Linked DNA regions of Mus musculus: region 1 is linked to region 2. Evidence: chromatin contacts called from public HiChIP or PLAC-seq data. All regions are on one chromosome and are shown on one strand. Each heading gives the region's core, a stretch centred on a gene start, on an enhancer-like site or on the middle of the called end of the contact. The rest is flanking DNA. Distances are from core to core; before and after follow the strand shown.

Evidence for each region. HiChIP or PLAC-seq counts read pairs in DNA pulled down with a chosen protein or histone mark.
Region 1: a contact with region 2 is called in an H3K27ac HiChIP or PLAC-seq map of stem cell-derived neural progenitor cells. The contact joins two enhancer-like sites. A contact is called at or near these places in 1 of 15 datasets of contacts at CTCF or cohesin (large pre-B cells), 35 of 484 Hi-C or Micro-C datasets (the AML12 cell line, B cells, CD4 T cells and 28 more), 7 of 115 datasets of contacts at active chromatin or transcription factors (the HPC-7 cell line, acute myeloid leukemia, bone marrow-derived dendritic cells and 4 more) and 3 of 9 other capture datasets (adipose tissue, embryonic stem cells and liver).

The regions. Positions count from the first base shown.
Region 1 is chr1:39,979,197-39,985,725 of GRCm38.p6, forward strand. It overlaps Map4k4 (mitogen-activated protein kinase kinase kinase kinase 4), which reads left to right. Exons shown (of 32, transcript NM_001252200.1): 6 at 1,364-1,454; 7 at 3,943-4,073; 8 at 4,687-4,741; 9 at 5,986-6,064. Among named protein-coding and RNA genes, the nearest start is that of Map4k4, 82 kb to the left of the region's middle. Within about 2 kb of position 3,170, at least 20 of the 459 cell types and tissues checked have an H3K27ac peak or open chromatin away from gene starts, as enhancers often do. A contact at or near this core is called in neural progenitor cells and stem cell-derived neural progenitor cells, where this site is marked.
Region 2 is chr1:39,746,947-39,752,968 of GRCm38.p6, forward strand. No RefSeq gene overlaps it. Among named protein-coding and RNA genes, the nearest start is that of Rfx8, 29 kb to the left of the region's middle. Within about 2 kb of position 2,910, at least 73 of the 459 cell types and tissues checked have an H3K27ac peak or open chromatin away from gene starts, as enhancers often do. A contact at or near this core is called in neural progenitor cells and stem cell-derived neural progenitor cells, where this site is marked.

The sequences.
Region 1 (6,529 bases), core at 1,920-4,419, 230 kb after region 2:
TGGGGAGGACTTCACACACTTACTGCTGGAAGGTGCAGATTGTATTTAAGCCAAAACTGTCTGAGAAGACAGGGCTGCTTGTGTTGTTGGAAGATGCCAGAGGGTAAAGAGGAAGTTCATGCGAGTTAGAAGACAGAAGTGAACTGAAGAGGTAGAAGTAGAGATTCTGTAAGACCAAGCGGCTGCAGTTGGCTCTTTCAGCGTTTGATGCTACGCATGCCGAGGAGAGGCGCTTCCTAGTCTGAGCACCACGGTGCGCCATGTGCATGGGCTCGGCACCCATGATGAAGAATAGATAGGTACCACATAACCTAACTTCTGTTTCACTGGCAGATTCGTAAGTGAATTTAGAACCCACTGTGCTGGAAGAAAAAGTGATCTAGGGCTGTTGCCGTTAATCGTAGATGTTGGGCCTGAGAACATGGGCCTGTGCGCCCGGAGCTCTGGCACCCGAGACAGGAGGCTTTCAAGTTTAAAGCTGGGCTGGGCTACACGGTAAAGACTCTAGCTGCCTCCACCACTGCAGCCCCCAGCCCTTATTTATTTTTAATAGGAAAATCAAACCCCTGACAAGTAACCCACCCTTTCTTTCAGTGCCGAGGGAGGCACTTCAGAATCAATGGCTTGCTATGTCTTAAGAAGCCGCGCTGTGGAGTGCAGCGTCTCGTGAATGAGTTGTGTGGCTGCTGCCTCGCTGCGTTTACATCACAGGTGGATGCGTGTGTTTTCCTACAACCTCCTTCCTGAGAGATGCGACTGGACTCATTCTGGATACAGGGCTTCCAAAGTGTGTGTGCCAAGAGTGCTTGTTTGCCTAGGGAAGAAAGACTTTATTCCTACATGAGGCTGTTCTGGTGACAGAATTATTTTACACTTGAACAGGAGTGAGATATATCAGCACGTGACAGTTTGTTCCTCTGTAGTGGGAAGACAAGCCTGCATTTTAAGAGCTGGATTTTAAGGCCCCCTCTAATTCTTTGCTGTTCCCCTGGGACGAGTCTAGCTCAAATAAATTCAGTCACCCACTGTAAGATAGACTTTTGGTGTGGGAAAGGAGCCGTCCTGAACACAAATAGCACAAATTATAGCAGAAAAACCTCAGATGGCAATCTAAAGCTGTGTCATAGGCACAGCTTAAAGTGGTTGTGATCATCCCAGAGGGAAAGAAAGTCCAGCTCACTGCTCTCTGTATGTGTGGCAAGGCTGGCGGTGTCTTCTGGGAATGTGCCAAGGGTAAATTTTATGTTCTAAATGCGGATTTACAAAAACTTGGCCCACGTGTGCACCTTATTATAAAAGGGTGCTCCTGGCTGTCTATTTACAGGGACAGAGAACTGAGACTCAAATCTGCTTTTCTTTTCAGGGATTGGCACATCTCCATATTCACCACGTTATTCACCGAGATATCAAGGGCCAAAATGTGCTGCTGACCGAGAATGCTGAGGTGAAACTTGGTAGGTGGCCGGCCGGTGTGTGCCTGATGCACCGTCCTGGTGCCAGCGGGTGGCTTGCTGTGCCCCTTTGGTAACTTTGCTGTTTCTTCTCCCCTGAAGGATGAGAGGACTGGCTTACTGTTTAGCCAGCCCCAGCCTCCGCTTCATGCTTCGGTAGTCTACTCTGCCTAGATATAGCAGCCAAACAGAGTTTGAAAAGTTTTTGTTTGAACTTGGGGTGGGAGGGTGGGGTGTGGTTGATGAGGCCCAAACTCAGGAACTCATGACTGAGGTGCCTTTTCTGCCCTACACTAAGTTAAAAGTCAGACTTCGTTATGTAAGCACAGTGGTGCCTGGCATAGTGCAGTACAGGATGGAAGGATGAAGGAAAAACATTGTGAGTTTGAAGCCAGCCTGGGGTATGACGTTAGAAGGGGGATGAGTGAGAGAGGGGAGAACAAGAGAGATAGGGAGGAGTGTGTAGGGGGGTGCAGAGAGATGGGTACACAGAGAGACAGATAGAAAGATAGAGAGACAGGCACACAGACACAGAGACAAGTACACAGAAAGAGACAGGCACCCTCAGTGACTTACTGTTCTATTTCAAGAAGGTTCAGACTTCCTGCCTTGCCTTATAAGAAGTGTGGGGTCTGACCGCTACTACTTTCCTGCCCCATCATCTCAGCTCTTCACTTCTACCCTATGCCCCATGTTACAATATGGAAATTATATGGTTATTTTTAGTAATAGAATAAAGAATAAAGTCATAAAAAGTTAGCAGAGCTGCTTTCATGTGCACTCACTGCTGGCACAACGTTGTTTTTCATTACTTCTCGGACCTTGCCCCAGGACCTTTGCATATCCTGTTCTCAATTGGGAATCGATGTCCTCATTGTCACTGGTACAGTTTTTCCTATCTTTAGGGGTCTCTCTGGCCTTCTGATCTGCCTTGGACCTGTGCTTTCCTCCTATAGTGCTGTTGATAATTATAAAAATTATAATTCTATTGATATCATATGGCACTTTTCAAATAGAAGAAAATAGTCCCCTTTACTAGAATATTCTGGGAGCACAGCAGCCGGGATTGCTTTGGTCCCTGGTGTATTTTCATGTGGTGCCTGGACATTGTCTTCAGTGTTGGTGTGGGTATTCAGCGGGTGCCTCATGGGCGGCATTGCCAGCTTTCTAATGACTCAGACATGTTCTCTGTCTCCCTGAGCTACACCTGAACTTGACCCCATTTTATTTTTATGCTCTTACATTTTAAATACAACCAGCATTAACTTTTTCTGTTAAAGGGTCATGTTGTTTTCCCTTCGGACACCCAGCAGTCTGCTGCTCTTCTTTTCTTCCAAAAGTCTGAGCCATAGAAGGCTGCTCCTTAATGCCCAACTCACTGCACCCTTCTGCAGTGCCTCTGCTGCCTGGTTATCTGCAGTGCTCTGCCCATGTGGAAAGTCTCTTGGGGCTAAGCTGGGACACTCATGTTGTCCTTGCTCTGGTGTTTCCATGCCCTGACCTCATGCCACGAGAATTATACCCTCAGTCTTTCCTGGCCGAGGTGCTGGAAAGCTCAATCAGGCTTTTGGTCCTGGATTTGTCCTCTGTGTGTTGAGGAACAATCAACAAGGAAGCCAACTGTTTCCTGAACTTGTTCTGGACACAGAAGTGGAGTGTGTGACCCCTGCCTATTGTCTAGTGTTTTGTAGACCATTAGTGTGAGCTTCGTGCCCTTCTGCTGGGCTCATGTGGCTTGTGGGCTGTGATGATGGTGGCATGTGCTGATGTTCGTACACCCAGTGTGTGCTTTCTGCTGACCCTGCCTCCCTCCATCCATGGCTTTCTTCTAGCCAACATCATCATTCAATTCATGGAAAGTAGAAGTCACTCTGAAAGGGCAACTCACATCCTGAGGCCATGTGTGTCTGTCTGTCTGTCTGTCTGTCTACACGTACGTGTGTGTGTGTGTGTGTCTGTCTGTCTGTCTGTCTGTCTGTCTGTCTGTCTACACGTGTGTGTGTGTGTGTGTGTGTGTGTGTGTGTGTGTGTGTGTGGCTGCAAGTGCCAGAACACGTAATGTCAGGGAACAACTGTGAAGTCTGATCCATCTTCATGTACGCTCTATGGACTGACCTCACATCCTCAGTTGTACAGTGGGTTCCTCTAAGTCTCTTCATCTACTGAATGGTCTCACTGCCCACTCTGCATTTGTGAGTCTCTTTATTTAGTACAGTGCTGTGTGTTAGCCGCCCAGCCCTGCAGTAATCCCTCTGCCCATCCCTCAGCAGGCCAGGCTGGCCTCCTGGCTCTTCTGGACTGACCCAGGCTCTTGCAATGCAGTTTTAACATTTCTGTTCTGAGAGTGGAGGGGGAAGGGTGCAGTCCTTCCCAGTGCTGCCTCCCAGAATGGCTTGCAGCTGACAGAACCAAGCTGCCTGTGGCGGTTCCTCATAGACTTTCTTCTTCTTTGTTCATTGCGCTTCACTTCTTCTTGCTTTTTGTTCCGTAGTTGATTTTGGTGTAAGCGCTCAGCTGGACAGGACGGTTGGACGGAGAAATACGTTCATAGGCACACCCTACTGGATGGCTCCAGAGGTCATCGCCTGTGATGAGAACCCAGACGCCACTTACGACTACAGAGTAAGAACACCCACCCCCTTGCCGGGCATTTTTGTGTAAACTGTAACTTCTCTTAAACAAATAAATTGAAGTGATTATAGAGTGACCTCTAGGGACTTGAAACCATAGTGCACCTTTTTATCCAGGCATAAAACTCATATTTCATTATCTGATTCAGCTTGACTGTACTACTGTTTTATTTGTCAATAAAAACAAAACTTCTGCTTTAGTGATTGTTGTACCTGTTAGTAGTGTTAAAATTGAGTTCATAGTTTAACTGTTCCTGGTGTATTTCAGTATTTGTTGTCAATATCCATTAGTGAGAATTAATTTAAATCATTGCTACACCAAGATTTTCTTTTAATTTGAATTATTTAAATATGTATTACAGACTCATTTTTCTACTCCTTAATACATACATAAAAATTGAAACACTTTTCACCATTATCAGAATAATATCATGCTTAAGTAAATAAAAGCGATCTAATCCCTAGGGCTGGAGAGATAATAATGTCCTAGCAAGATTTGTTTTGTTTTTGTTTTTGTTTTTTACCTGAAGGATGCTTTTATTCCATTTGTATGACTGTCCAGAAATACAACTAGGCATCTGGAACATTCTCTTTTGTTTTTGCAGAGTGACCTCTGGTCCTGTGGCATCACAGCCATCGAGATGGCTGAAGGGGCCCCCCGTGAGTATCTTCCTTCCTTCTGAGCTCATTTGTTCTGTATAAAGTGATTGCCTGTAAGAACCCAAGGACACTGGGCAGAACCAGGCATGGCTGAGTGATTGGATGAGAAACCCACCATCGGGGCGGCTGCAGGTGCCCAGGGGTCTCTCAGTAACCAGTTTCCCTTTTGGAGTGCCCTGGGTCTGCAGCCTATTCATGTGCAACATCTGAAATTAATAAGAGCTCTTTTTTCTTTGCATTTGAAGAATACTGACTGAAAGGGGTCCCTCATCTTTGAAATTCTATTTATTTTGAGTTTACAAATGGAGATGCTGCCTTTTATTTACGGGGTTTTCTGTGAAGATTTGAGTTTGTTTTTCCTTGGGTTAATTCAGTAGATCGATCAGTCATAAAATTGATCTTTGATTGGAGTTGTGATAGAAGTGTAGAAAAAAATAAGGAAAACACTCTCGGCGTTTCTCCTGGCCTGCTAAGGAAGGTGTGTCCAGACACTGTATGCTGCCTCGTACAGAGTTGTGAAGAAATAGTTGCCGAAAGACTGAAACGGTCCTGACAGTTAAGAATCAGTTACTGTGCAGAAGTGGGTGTCCACCGCGAGTACTGTGTCCCTCGTGTTTCCTTATATGGTATTGAGACAGGGACATAGTGCTGGGTCATTTGTCCTAGTTTCCCTTCACTGGGATAGTGGTGTCAGCTGGTCTGGTCCCCATTCCTAGCTGCCTTACCAGTATACTGTAAGCATGTGCCTCATCTGCTGTGCCAGGCCAGTGTGTACGTCTGCAGACAGACAGTAACTGCACAGGGGTCAGCACCTCCAGTCACAGACAGCAGTGTGTGGGGGCTCCGAATGTGCGCGCTGCGTTTAAGCATTGCTTCCTTTTGAAGCACCGAAGGCCTTTACCAAGCTGTTCTGATCCTTAGACCAACCTTATAAACACGGCCGTTTTCATTATAATTTTAAAGGTGATTTAAACACTTAAATTTTTCTCCTTTTGAATTTGAGTTTATATTTATCTTTGATTTATGAAAACTTTGCAGTGTCAATTTGAAGTTGTGTATTTTTGGTCTGCTTCTATTTTATTGTTTTTTAAATGGTAAAATTCAAGTTATGGCCTAGGGTTTATAACTAGATATCTTAGCTGCTTGGCATATTTGTGGCAATTATTTGTGAATGAAGTTGTTTGTACATGAACCCCAGTGGTCAGGAGAGTAAGCCTTACTGACACCGCCATCTCCTTTCCCAGCTCTCTGTGACATGCATCCAATGAGAGCGCTGTTTCTCATCCCCAGAAACCCTCCTCCCAGGCTGAAGTCAAAAAAATGGTAAGCCCCACCTCCCCCTCCCTTCCCCCACTCTGTCGGTCCCTCTCCCCCTTCCCCCCTTTTCTATGCCTTTCTTTTCTTTTCTCCCTACCTCTCTATAGTTTCATTTTGTTCAGGAATAAAATTCTGGCCACCCTAACTTCGGTACTACAAAGTCAGCAGCCTTCAACAGTCTAAGGCACATGAGTTCTTCCTGTTGTTCTTGATTCATCGGATTTCATTTAGTCGCTAATAGCAAGCAACTCCGAAAGCCCCATAATATGAAGAAAAGGCTATGTTTAACGTTTAAGAGTTAAACATCTTTGAAGTGTAATATGTTGCAGAACATTCTTCTTCTAAAATGGCAAAGATGTGTTAAAGTCCTTTGATAACACATTTTAACATTGATGAAGGGTGTCTGGGGCCATCGGCCATGTTTGCAGGCCCTGACTACAGCAGGAGGACCATTTGAACATAGGAGTTAAA
Region 2 (6,022 bases), core at 1,660-4,159:
GCCTGGACATCGGTCCTGCTTTGTTTCCTGTGTTTTAGACAAACAACAGACATGGCGTTTCTCTTCCAGGCTTTCTCCACTTCTGGTGAATGCCATTTGGTCCTTTGACTATGATACTTTCCCTCCCTCCCTCCCTCCCTCCCTCCCTCCCTCCCTCCCTCCCTCCCTCCCTCTCTTCCCCCTCCCTCTCTCCCTGCCCCCCTCCCTCCCTCCCTCCCTCCCTCCCTTTCTCCCTCCCTCCCTCCCTCCCTGTCTTCTCCTTGTCTTTGTCCCTCCCTCCCTTCCTCCCTTAAAAAAAAAAAAGATGTTATTTGATTTTTAATTGTCTGTGCGTGTAAGTGCAGTTTCCCTCGTAAATCAGCAGCAGATTGCTGGAGCTGACGTCACAGGTGGCTGGGGACCACCCAACATGGATGCTGGTATCACACATAGACCCTCTGTGAGAGCAACACAGCAGCCTCGCCAAACCCTCTCATCTTCCGTCTAAAAACAAAAACAAACACACTTTTATTTTATTACATTTTTCTTCATTTAGTGTGCATGTGTGTGCTCCCGCAGGCACAGCCAACCGCACACCTGAAGGTCACAGTGCAACTTGAGGGAGTTGGTTCTCTTCCACCATGTAGGTCCTGAGGATCAAACTCAGTTCATGAGGCTTGGCCCCAACAACTCTCACAGAATGAACCATTTCTCTGACTCCGACCATAATTTTCAAAGGAATGTTTTTCTGTGTTTGGGTTTATGATGGCTGCTTGGTATTTATTGATCTGGGTAAACTCTTTAAAAAAAATTTTTTTTTTTTACTTTTATTTGATTGGTTGGTTGGTTTTTGAGACAAGGTTTCTCTGTGTAGTTCAGGCTGTCCTTTCACTCTATTAAACCAGGCTGGCCATGAACTCACAGAGATCCACCTGCCTCTGTCTCTTGAGTGCTGGGATCAAAGGCATGTGCCACCACTGCCCAGCCTTGTTTATTTTATTTTATTTTTTTAATATTTATTTATTTAATGTAAGTACACTGTAGCTGTCTTCAGATACTCCAGAAGAGGGCATCAGATTTCATTACGGATGGTTGTGAGCCACCATGTGGTTGCTGGGATTTGAACTCGGGACCTTTGGAAGAGCAGTCGGCGCTCTTAACCACTGAGCCATCTCACCAGCCCTTGTTTATTTTTAATACAAACATTTTTATTCGATATATTTTGACCATGCTTTCACCTCCCCCAACTCCTCCAGGTTCTCTCTACCTTTCCACTCACCAAACAATGTTCCCTTTTAAAAAGAACACACACAAAAACAATACTAAAACCAGACAAACAAAAGCAAAAACAAAAGAAAACCAAAACAAAAAACAAGAAACACACACACAAAACATCAAAATCAAAAACTAGAATGCTTAAGCAAGAGACCAACAACACAAATGATGCCCAAACAAAGCAATATGAGACGAAAACACCATTGAGTTTGTTTTGCATTGGCCAACTACTCCTGGGTATGGGGTTTACCTGGAATGTGCTTGCTATAGCCCAGTGAAGCTCCATTGTGACAACGTTCACTCTACCAGGGCTATTAATTGTAGATCGCTTCTTGGTTAGGGGTGGGAGCCAGTGTCCTCTTCCCCTCTCAGCGCTGGGACCCTGTTCAGTTAGAACCTCTGCAGAGCCTGCAGTCTCTGTGAGTTTATGTGTACATCCATCCCATTATGTCTGAAGGACAGTTTCCTTGGAGTTATCCATCTCTTCTGGTTCTCACAGTCCTCGCACTTCCTCAGCTGAAGAGATCCCTGAGCCCCGAGGGGAGGGTTTGATGGAGACATTCCATCTAGGACTGTATGTTCCATGTCTCTCAGTCTCTGCACACTGTTGGGTTATGGGTCTATTAATTACCATCCGCTGCAGGAGCTCCTCTGAGGATGGCTGAGCCCTGGGCTCACCGATAATGAATGACCTCCTGTTGCACCTGCTTTCCTGACAGTAACATTGTTGCATTCTTTGTGGCTGAAGAAACACTGTTGCACATAACATCACAACTAGTACTTGTGAGAAAACGCCAAGAAAACCAGACAGGAGTCTTGTCACCTCATTTTCTTCAAAACACGGAATTGTTCCTTGAATGTGTTTCACACCCCTCCCAGGTGTATTGGAGAGAAGTGATCTACTTCAGATTATTTATTACAGCTGGTTAGTGTTATCTCTTTACATCTAAGGGAAAACCTGGTCTTGCCTCGTGCAGTTTGTCCTTGAGAATGGACTGCTTAACCCTCAGAGTATAAGTTGCTTGAATAAAGGTGGCAATTGCATGAGACTTGAGTCTGCCTCATTTTTTGGTCCTGTTCTTTCAGGGCCATGCTGCCAACTAGAGAAGCAAACATAAATGTACCTCTGATCTCCCTTGATATTTATAGCTCTTAATAGCTCTCTTAGGTCAACAAAATGAGATAAAGACCAAGGTTGTTCTTGTCCATTTAGACCCATAAAGAAGGGAGGGGACTGACACTTGGCTGTTTAATGCCAACAGTCTCCATTCATCCATTAGGTGGATGATATCTGCTATTTTGCTTGTGGGAAAGAGGGGAGAGCAGAGCTCACTTCCGGAATCTGGATGTTTACTGCCTCACAGAGGGAGAAAACACTGTCTGGTTAACTCAGCTGGCACCTTCTGCAAAGGTGACACCTTTGCAGAGGGGAGTCAAAACTAACATCTTTCAACTTATTGGGACTCCAAAAGATGGCTTTTGATTTTGTGGCCTTTGTTTCACTGGGAGAGTAAATGGCAGTTGTGAAGGCAAAGGGGAAAGGTTTGGGAGTCCTCCCTTGTGGCGCCTCCTCTGCTTGGCCTACTGAGAGGGAGGCTGTATACAGCTTGGAGCCAGCCTCTGCTGGCTCTCCCTAGAGGGACAGCTGCAGAAAAGCAATCAAAGACTGACAAAGCTGCAATGTCCCCCCTCCCCCAACTGCAGACTGAGAGACACCATTTCCTGTCCATTGTGGCTGGGCCCCGGATGCTGCTTGATTAAACCTTGGGTTTCTGACATGTGCAAGAAGGGAAAGGGTCGTGGAAAACATAAAGGAGCTGGAATGTTCTCTTGCTTAGGGCTACTGATCTTTCCTAAACCAATCCTCTGTGCTTCTCAAATGTTTGCTATATTACAATGCAGGATCTTTCTGTATCATTTTCCCTTAAGTACTGACTGTTATCCCACTTGTAGGAATGGACTGACTGTCAGACAATCAGCTTCAGAGATCAAAGGGATGGTACCAGGCTGCAAAGAATTCATCTCTGAGTTCTAAGCCAGCAGCCCACTGTTGAGCACAGCAGCCCATTGTTGAACACAGAGATTGGGAATTTGTGTTACTGTCTTAGTGGGCATCTGTTTTCATCTATTCCCTGCTGCTATAACAAAATGGTGGAGATGGGCAATTAATACAGAGTAGACATTTGATTGACTTGCAGTTCTAGAGACAGGGAGGTCTAAGAGCATGGACCAGCAGAGGGTCTCTGGAGGGGCACCCTCAGACATAAGTGTCATCATGGGGTATCATATCTACTTCTTAATTCCCTCCAAACTCACCTCAAGTAACAGTAACATGACTTTGGGGTTTAAATTTTCCAATATAGGAACTTTCGTGGGGGACGTTTAAATGATAATAGCAGCCAAGGGAAACATGAAGCTGCCACTGATGGGGCAAGACAATGTGGAGCTGAGACCTTATTTGTTCATCATTGTGCAAGACATATTCCTTAATTACTGATGAGCCACTGGGCACTGTGTGGGACAGTGATAAGACCTGGGTCTTCAGCTCAGTGAGCTGAAAATGGGACCCTGATTTTGGGGGGGGGGGGGCAGGGAGTTATCATCATAAGAACAGTAGAGAAACCGTGTTTGACTTTCAATTTTATTTATTCACTCTTTTTCGGGTTTTTTCTTTTACTCTTTTTCCCCCCAGTTCTGATGCAATGTCCACAAGAGATCCCAGGTACCATATGACAGACAGCCCTACTGGGCTCACCAGGTAAGCACAATGAGGCTTCTCTGGACAGGAACTGATGAAAGCCCACGAGATGCCATGCGGGCCCCCAGCAGGAAGGTTTAGAGAAGGCAGCGTTTTGCTAGGATTAACCTGCTTAGGGCTTAGCCTGATGGCAGCAAATAGACCTCACTGCTTTTCAGCTTTTTCTCCCGAAAGAAAATTTGACATTTTTTTCCTCTTTTCTACTGGGTGCGTGCTCTTTCCTCCCGTGAAGTCAGAATGCCTTTTCTGTCCAGTGCCTAGATTAGACCCAGGAAGAATGAGGGGACACAGAAACCAAAGGGAATGGGGAATTCTGGGGCTGGCTCTCGGAAGACCCCCCCAGATGAAATCTCAGGAGATCTGCATGTGGGCTCCGCCCCTGAACGCCCCGCCCCCCACCTCCTCCATGGAGGATGTGAGGACCCAGGAAGCATCTGCACATTGGCTGCTACTGATTCTGGCAGAAGTCTGGTGTTAAATGAAACTCCCAGGAGAGTCTCGGGATGTCCATGAGGGAATCCGAGAAGAGCGCTGAAGCCCTTTGAGTGCCAGTGTGCCAGCCAGTGGGTTTCAAGAAGGGTGCTGGGGTTCTGTGTCTGAGACCCTCCGGGGGTATGGCCCCACAGGGCGTGCTGCCAAGGTATTCTTATAGTATCATGGAGCCCTGCCTGCCTTTCACCTCATCTCTCCATCCAGTGACAAACGCTAGGAGCCATATAATACATGATATCCCTACCCCAGGCTAGGTACAAAACCAGATATGAGGGGTCCAGCTGCCTTCTGGTAAGACTGACACTAACAGATGTGGAGAGTGTAAAACAACTTGACTATGTTTTTCTTTTCCCTTGTAGATAGGGTCACGTGTCCCAAGGTATCTGTGAACCAGCTATGCAGCTGAGAAAGTCCTCAGACTTCAGATCTTCCTTTCTCTACTCTCCGAATGCTCGGATTAAAGGACTATGCCATCATGGCTGTTTTGCAATGCTGAGGCTCAAACCCAGAGCTTTGTGTGCTCTACCAACTGAGCTAAAGCCTCAACCCCTGTTAACATTTTCCTGACACACCTTGGGTTTTTCATAGTCATGTATTTCCTAAGTCATAGATCTATTGTTTTAAATTTTTATTTTTAAATTATGTGTATATGTGTTGGGAAATATGCACAAATATGCGCGAAGGTGCTCAGAATCTAGAAAAGGATGTAGGATTCCCTGGAGCTGGAGCTACAGTTGTGAGCTCCCCAGTGTGGGTGCTGGGAGTCGAGCTCTGGATCTCTATAAGAGGAGTATGTCTCTCTCTAGCCCTTGTTGTTGTTTTGAGAGTAAATTAATGCTGGGTGTGATGGTGTATGTCTTTAATCCCAGGACATGGGAGGCAGAGGCAAGCAGATCTTTGAGTTCGAGGCTAGCCTGGTCTACAGAGTGAGTTCCAGAACAGACAGAAATACACAAAGAAACCCTGTCTCAAAAAACAAATAAACAAAAAAGAATCAATTAATAAAAGTATTTTTAAAAATCCCAGTGCTAAAAAGTTAATATCAATAGAAAACACATGTGCACAAGTAGTTTGAATGAGAAATGCCTTGAATAGCCTCATGTATTTGTGTGTGTGTGTGCATGTATGTGTGTGTGTGTGCATGTTCATGTGTGTTATTTGTTTTTGTCTTTTGAGAAGACTCTAATGTTACCCTGGTTGGCCTAGAACTCACTATGTAGACCAGGCTGGTAGTGAACTCACTGTAGATCCTCCTGCCTCTGCCTCTGCCTCTGCCTCTGCCTCTGCCTCTGCCTCTGCCTCTGCCTCTGCCTCTGCCTCTGCCTCTGCCTCTGCCTCTGCCTCTGCCTCTGCCTCTGCCTCTGCCTCTGCCTCTGCCTCTGCCTCCCAAGTACTGATATCAAAGGTATGTGACACTGCCTCCAGCAATATTTGAACATTTGGTTCTCAATGAGTCATGCTATTTGGCAAGGTTTAGATGTGGCTTTATTGGAGTAAAAGTGTCACTGGGGTGGGCTC